Linked DNA regions of Sus scrofa: region 2 is linked to region 1. The links are chromatin contacts, called in public Hi-C maps. All regions are on one chromosome and are shown on one strand. The core of a region is the stretch at or near the end of the contact, and the rest is flanking DNA. Distances in the headings are between cores, read along the strand shown. Region 1 overlaps ASB18 (ankyrin repeat and SOCS box protein 18). Region 2 has its middle 13 kb from the start of COPS8.

Region 1 (3,361 bases), core at 370-2,869:
ACTTTTTATCATGATGGATGGTAACTGGTCTTATTGCGGTGAACTTTTCCTAACGTATTAAAGTATCAATTCACTAGGTTATACACCCAAAGCTAATATAACATTGTATGTTAATTATAAATCAGTAGTAAAAAAGGATCCCATGGAAAGAGAACAATTACCTTAGGACCCTAATACACAGGAGCTCTTTGTCTTTCTTCCCACAAGCTGAACGACCTCCTCTACTTACGTGAACAACACTGTTTCCTGAACCAGCACTCCTGGTTGGGCTCCTCCTTGCCTGCTGAATGCCAATTCTGCCCACATATATTTTGCTTGGATCAAGCCATTTTTAGCTCATTTTTCTCATCCTCACTCTTCTCAGCTTGATTAAAAGGCAATGCACAGCTTTCTATGCCAGCTAGCCCACTAACAACATCACTGGGCAAGTTTGGTAACTACATAAGATGTGAAGGAGTCTATCACAGTTTGTATACCCTTGTTCTGCCAATCTCCTCCATCCCCGCTTCCTCTCTCTCTGGTGCAGCCACTAAAATCTTCCTCCCTGCTTTACCTCTTGTGTGGTTCCATGCATTCTCAGGCCTCGCCAGTTTTAGCTTCTACTTCAGGGCCTCGCCAGTTTCAGCTTCTACTTCAGGGAGTTTGTCAGGGACATTCTTCTGAACAAATTGGAGCCTTTCTTGAAAGATAGGGGTTCTGAGGAATGAAATTTCCTCCAAATTTAGTATTTTATTTTTTCAGACAGACTTTCAAATGGTGCCCATGTGATGGACGAACCTGGTACCTGTCTGATGCTGGACCACAGCAGAGTACTAAAGAAATGTAATTGCTGTGGCCTTTTATTGCAGAGTGTGGAGTGAACTTAGGGAAAGATAAAAATGCAAGCAGGAGAGGATGATACCTAACCTCCATCTGATGACTGAATGAGCAGACCGTATCTCTTAATAACTTTCCAGGGAGTCCACAGGATGTGAATATGGTTTTGTAAAGGACATTTCGGGGACTTCTAAGCATAATGTTTGGTCCACAGGAGACAAAAAAACTGGTTCTCCATACCAAGTCTTATATCGCTCGTAGTTCATAAGATGAAATTTTTGCTTCTGGATCAAATGAGATTAAAAAAAAATCAGAGTTCCCATCGCGGCTCAGCAGAAATGAATCTGACTGGCATCATGAGGATGCTGGTTTGATCCCTGGCCTCACTCAATGGGTCAAGGATCTGGTGTTGCCATGAGTTGTGGTGTAGGTTGGCAGACGCATTGCTCTGGCTATGGTGTAGGCCAATATTTACAGCTCTGATTCAACCTCTAGCCTGGGAACCTCCACATGCTGCAGGAGTGACCTAAAAAGACAAGACGAAAAAAAAAAAATCTACTTGAAATGATAATGAGATATACAAATGGTAGTGTTCAAATGGTAATTATTATTTTCATGTGATAGCAGGATCTTTGCATCCTGCCATTGAATGATGGATGGTTTTCTCTTTCTCAGAGGCCTCTGGGGATAAATTTGCCTGATACTCGGTAGAACAGCCCAGCAGAGCCTAAAATGTAGGGCAGATGAGTTTATCCGGGTCAGGCTGCTTACACAGGGCAGCGACTTTCCATGTGTTCCGGTCACGAGGCAGAGTTTCCTGGCGCTCTTCGGAAAGGTCAGCTGTGTGGATTCTTTCCTAGGCCATTGAGCAAATGTCTGCTTTCTTCTGGGGTCAAGTGTCCAACTATAAATGGACACATGAGGGCAGGAAGTCATTCCCCTTGGGGACATCGTGAGATTCTGAGCATTTTCTCAAACATGTCAATGGGTCCTGTCATCCTGGTCAATTTTCTGCTTCCTACATGAATCGTTCCTATAAATGGCTATGGACTGAATCCCATTGGGTCCTTTCCCAACACTCCTGCCACCGGGCACAACAGCCCCAGGTCTTACCGTATATTTACCTTCACACCTTTTTTGATCCTCGCTTTCATTATTTAGTTTCTAAATGCCACTCTGCCTTCATCCCCACTCCTTATAGCTTTTTTCTTTTTCTTTTTTGGCCACCCCATGGCATGTGGCGTTCCCTGGCCATGGATCAGATCTGAGCCACCGTTGCAACCTACAATGCAGCTGCGGCTGGATCCTTCATCCATTGTGCCAGGCCCGGGATTGAACCTGCATCCCAGCGCTCCGGAGACACCACCTGTTCTGTTGCACCACAGTGGGAACTCCTAGCTTTTTTAAATAAAAAAATTTAAATAATGAGCTGGCCAGGTATGTAAAGCTCTGCTTTTAAGGGCTCCTGGACCCATCCACCCATCCACCAGAGTTAGTCACGCAGACATTGACATAAAAAATGTTAAAGTGTCCAAACCTCCCCTCCAAACATCTCGTTTAACAACCCATTAAAACATGGCGCTTCCTCAGGTCAAGTGCATCATTAATAATGACTTAAATCGTCGGGACTGATTTTCCCCAGCCCGGTGCAGATCCTGGAAAGCCACAGAGTCCCTTCTCATTCTGAAGGTCATTTCAGCCAAAGGTCAAGTGCTGCTTCCATCCATCTCCCAGGAGGGCTGTTGGGGAGCTCAGAGGCGAAGGTGCCCTTGAATGCTGCCATCCACTGTGGCTTAGACCCAGCAGCCTGGTCCTTGGTGGGCACAGTCACAAGCACTAGCCCTGGAAGGACATTTATAGACTCCGGGGACAGTGCTGGAAAGCATGTCATTGAGACTTCCCCTGATAAAGGTGGTGAAGTTTCTTCACAACTGTCATGGGGATTTAATTACATGATAAAATTGCAGCTCCTGCCTCTTGAGACAAATTGCATGTTCAGACTGATTGTTTTTTATGAATCTCACACAGGGAGCAAAATACTTCTCTCTTGAAGTTGGTTTGGTCTGATTGTTATGCCCCAGCACCCTTTACATGCCTTGTAGAAATGAGAAGTTTACGGTCCCGTACTTGGCATGTGGGGGTGGGCGCCCAGCAGAGTCCTTGGTTACTTTGCATCTCTGCACAGAGAAAAGGGAGGCCAATGATGTCTGATGGATTTAAAGTCCATTTTCCTGGGAGGTCCTGTTGTGGTGCAGCAGAAACAAATCTGACTGGTATCCATGAGGATGTGATTTGATCCCTGGCCTCGCTCAGTGTGTCAGGGATCCGGCTTTGTCGTGAGCTGTGGTGTGGGTCACAGATGAGGCTTGGATCCTGCGTTGCTGTGGCTGTGGCATAGGCCAGCAACTGTGGCTCCGATTCAACCCCTAGCCTGGGAACTTCCCTATGCTGAGGGTGTAGGCCTAAAAAGCAAAAAGCAGGGAAAAAAAAAAAAAAAAAGGTCCATTGTCCTTATTTTTTTCTTTGCCAAAAATGAGAGCTTTGA
Region 2 (3,361 bases), core at 293-2,792, 740 kb after region 1:
GAGCAGTTGTGGTCGTGATGCGGTGACTGAACACGCCCTTGTCCTGGGAAGCCGTCAGGGTGCACACCACAGTCTATACCCGGTTCCTGGAAAGACCCCAGGAAGACCGAGCTTTGGTGGCCCACTGTCACCAGTCTGCAGCATGGCCTGGGATCGATTTCTTTCCCAGTTCCCTGTCTCTGTTTCCAGGGATCGAGAGCAGAGATCTGTCTCCACTCACAGGCTTTGCGATAGCACCTGGATGCACCTGTTCTTAGCATCACTAGCCATGGGACAAGTGGGCCTGGAGTGGAGGCGTCGTAAACATATAGCACTGACCTAAAGGTTTCCTGTCAGAACACCCCTCACCCAAAAAAAAGGACGTGAATCTCATCCAGGTTTTAGGTTTAATTGCCCTTTTACATGAAATGTGGGAATTAGACAAACAGGGTAAAACACCCCACTAAGACAGTCTGCCAAATCTAGAATGTGGGGACTTTAGCGGAACCAGTGAGTGAGTTTCCTTAGAAAAAAATCACTGACATAAAAAGAGTGGTGCAGATGGTGACGGGGAGGCGAGGACCTCTACGACTGGACTTTCAGGCAGACACAGTTGTGCCGAGAACTACAAAAAGAATGTGTACAAAAATAAATCTCTTTAAAGGCATCAGAAAAGGTCTCCGATGGCTCGGAGGGTTAAGGATCCAGTGTTGGTCACCGCTGTGACCTGTGTGGCTACTATAGCTCGGGGTTAGATCCCTGGCCCAGAAACTTCACATGCCCCAGGTGCAGCCCCCTAATAAAGATGCTTAAGAAATAGGGAGAAAAGGCATCAGCTTCTGAAGAAGGAGGAATTGAAGAGCCAAGACTCGAGAGAATCATAAGGTTATCGGCAGCAGCAGCAGCCTGACAGCCTGGGGTTAGCCAGGTGCCCATAAGCATAAACTGGAGGATGCTGGAGAGCATTTAAACTGAAGTGCAGAAAGAAAATGCAGCTTGCTGGAAAGAGCACTAGAGACGGTAGCACCCAGCAAAGAGACAGACCGTGTGTGCAGTCAGAACCCAAGAAGAGCGAGAAAATAAAGCCGGAAAACTGCTTGAGGAAGTACTGGCCAGGGAGTTTCCAAAACTGATGGAAGAAGTCGAGACACATTCAAACAGCTGAGAAAACCCCACACAGGATAAATACAAAGACTTCCACACCCTGACACATCACAGTAAAACTGCTAAAAGCCAAAATCAGAAAATACTAAAAGTATGGGCGTGGGGGAAGGGAGGGGTTCTCTTCAAAGCAGCAGCAGTAAAGCCAGAAGACCGTAACGTGGCATTTTAACGTGTTAAAGAAATCTGAACTGCTGCCATACGGGGGGGCACACTGTTAACTTTCAGTCTTCCTTGTTAAGTTTAAGTGTTGGGAAACACTCCATGCAGATACTGGTGTAGCTCTGGTAGCTTCGAAAAAGTAGACGTCGAGGCGCAAAGCAATATTAGAGAAGGACGTTCTGTGGGAAGGGGCCTTGGCTTCCTGTTGCTGCGGTAGCAGGTTACCACACACGTGACGGTTTGAAACAGCAGGGTGTGCATCTGTCAGCTTACAGCTGTGTCGTTCGGAAACCTGAGCTGGGTCTTGCAGGCTCACGTCAGCTGACAGCAGGGCTGCGTTCCTGCTGGGGGTGGCGGGGACGATCTGTCCCCTGCCCTTTCCAGCTTCGGGAGGCCACCTACCTTCCTTGGCTCCTGGCTCTCTTCCTCCATCTTCAAAGCCAGCAACGCTGGGCCAAGCTCTTCATTCTGCCCCCCAGCCTGGTGGTCACATTGGTCCCTGTTTTAAAATAGACTGATGAGCAACCTTCACTGTATCTGCTGTCTTAATTTCTCTGTTTTGTGTAACCCAGCATGTGCACAGGTTCCAGGGCTTACGATATGGACGGGTTTAGGGGCATCCTTCCTGTTACAGGGATTGGTCCTGCAGCCAGGCATGTGTAATTCTAAATGTGTAATCTCAATCTCAGATTCTGTCTGATCAAGCAAAATTGACAGCTGCAAGGAGAGTCCTCTGCAGTCATGGTGGGGCTGGGGAGCAGGTGCCGAGACAGAGCAGAGCCCCTGTAATTAAAACAGCAGGGCACTGGCGTGTGAGGAGCAGCTGGCCTGGTAGGCTAGACTAGAGGTGAGAGACCCGAATAAACGTCAGGTTGTTCTAGAGTGTAGAGGTGGCAGCTGAGGTCACTGGGCTAAAAGTGGACTTCACTAGATGGCTCTGGGAGAGCTGGTGAGCCCTTGGGAAAAGACAGAGCCCAGTTACATAAAGTTCAAATAGAGCAAGGATCTTGATGTAAAAAAGTAGAACCACGCCGGTGCCAGAAGAAAAACGAGCGAGTGCTCCTTTGACCTAGGTGAAAGGAAAGGCTTCTGTGGCTCGAAATTCTGTTTAAAAGAATAATGATCAATTTGGGTACATAAAAATAAAACACTTGCAAGCCAATAAAAGAAAACCCAAACAGATGTCTGACAAAGGAGGAAATACTACAACGTAAAGGGCTGGTAATATTCCTAATATATAAATTGTGGGAATTGGAAAAACAAAATGATTGGAGAAAATGACAAAAGACGTAAACACAACAATTCACAAAAATTTCACGAAAGTGGCTTTTTATATATGTTCAACTTTATTTATAATAAGAGCAGTGCAAATTAGAGACTCTGAATTAACCCATCCATTGGCAAAAACCAAGGAGCATAACTGTGCGTTTTGTTGCCAAGCTCTGGGAAGACAGGTTCTCATGCTTTGCTGGTGGGAGTTGACATTAGAACGTTCTTATGAGGGGCTGGGGGGGGATTGGTGACATCTAAGGACTGTGTAAGCATTTGCTTTTTATCCTAGCAATCTAATTTTTAGGGATTTCCCCTGAAGATTCAACTCCCACAATATAAAAAAAAATACGCTATTGCAGCCTTGTTTCTAATTGTAAAATATTTCAAACAGTTCGTGTATATAACTTGATTGTAAAATAATTGCTTATACATGAGCCCACGATGATATACCCATGTAAGGGAGTCCTGTGTATCTATCATAAAGAATGACGGAGCGATATTCAGGATATATTGTTTAAGGGGGAAAAAGAAGCAAAGTGCATAAAAATGCCTAGAGTGTGCTGTTTTTGTGTAAGGAAAGAAGAGACAATATACATGTACTTGCTCAGTGGGGAAATTACACACAGAAAGGAAACAGAATAATGGAATTATTTGTTTTCACAGTGTGTAGAGTGAGGTGGAGAGGACAGAAAAAAATGGGGATTAGGGTCACTTCTGTATAATTCTGGCTCTTGAATTTGTTGAAGTTTCACATGCTTCAAGAAGAAATAAATGGGGTGGGGGGTGT

Evidence for each region. A called contact is a pair of places that touch in the nucleus more often than the background predicts.
Region 2: a contact with region 1 is called in a Hi-C map of skeletal muscle, with 6 times the contacts expected there. The contact joins two enhancer-like sites. A contact is called at or near these places in 1 of 47 Hi-C or Micro-C datasets (skeletal muscle) and 1 of 2 datasets of contacts at active chromatin or transcription factors (skeletal muscle).

The regions. Positions count from the first base shown.
Region 1 is chr15:136,101,537-136,104,897 of Sscrofa11.1, forward strand. The region is part of intron 1 of ASB18 (ankyrin repeat and SOCS box protein 18); the gene reads right to left. Among named protein-coding and RNA genes, the nearest start is that of ASB18, 13 kb to the right of the region's middle. Within about 2 kb of position 1,620, at least 1 of the 83 cell types and tissues checked has an H3K27ac peak or open chromatin away from gene starts, as enhancers often do. A contact at or near this core is called in skeletal muscle, where this site is marked.
Region 2 is chr15:136,839,344-136,842,704 of Sscrofa11.1, forward strand. No RefSeq gene overlaps it. Among named protein-coding and RNA genes, the nearest start is that of COPS8, 13 kb to the left of the region's middle. Within about 2 kb of position 1,543, at least 11 of the 83 cell types and tissues checked have an H3K27ac peak or open chromatin away from gene starts, as enhancers often do. A contact at or near this core is called in skeletal muscle, where this site is marked.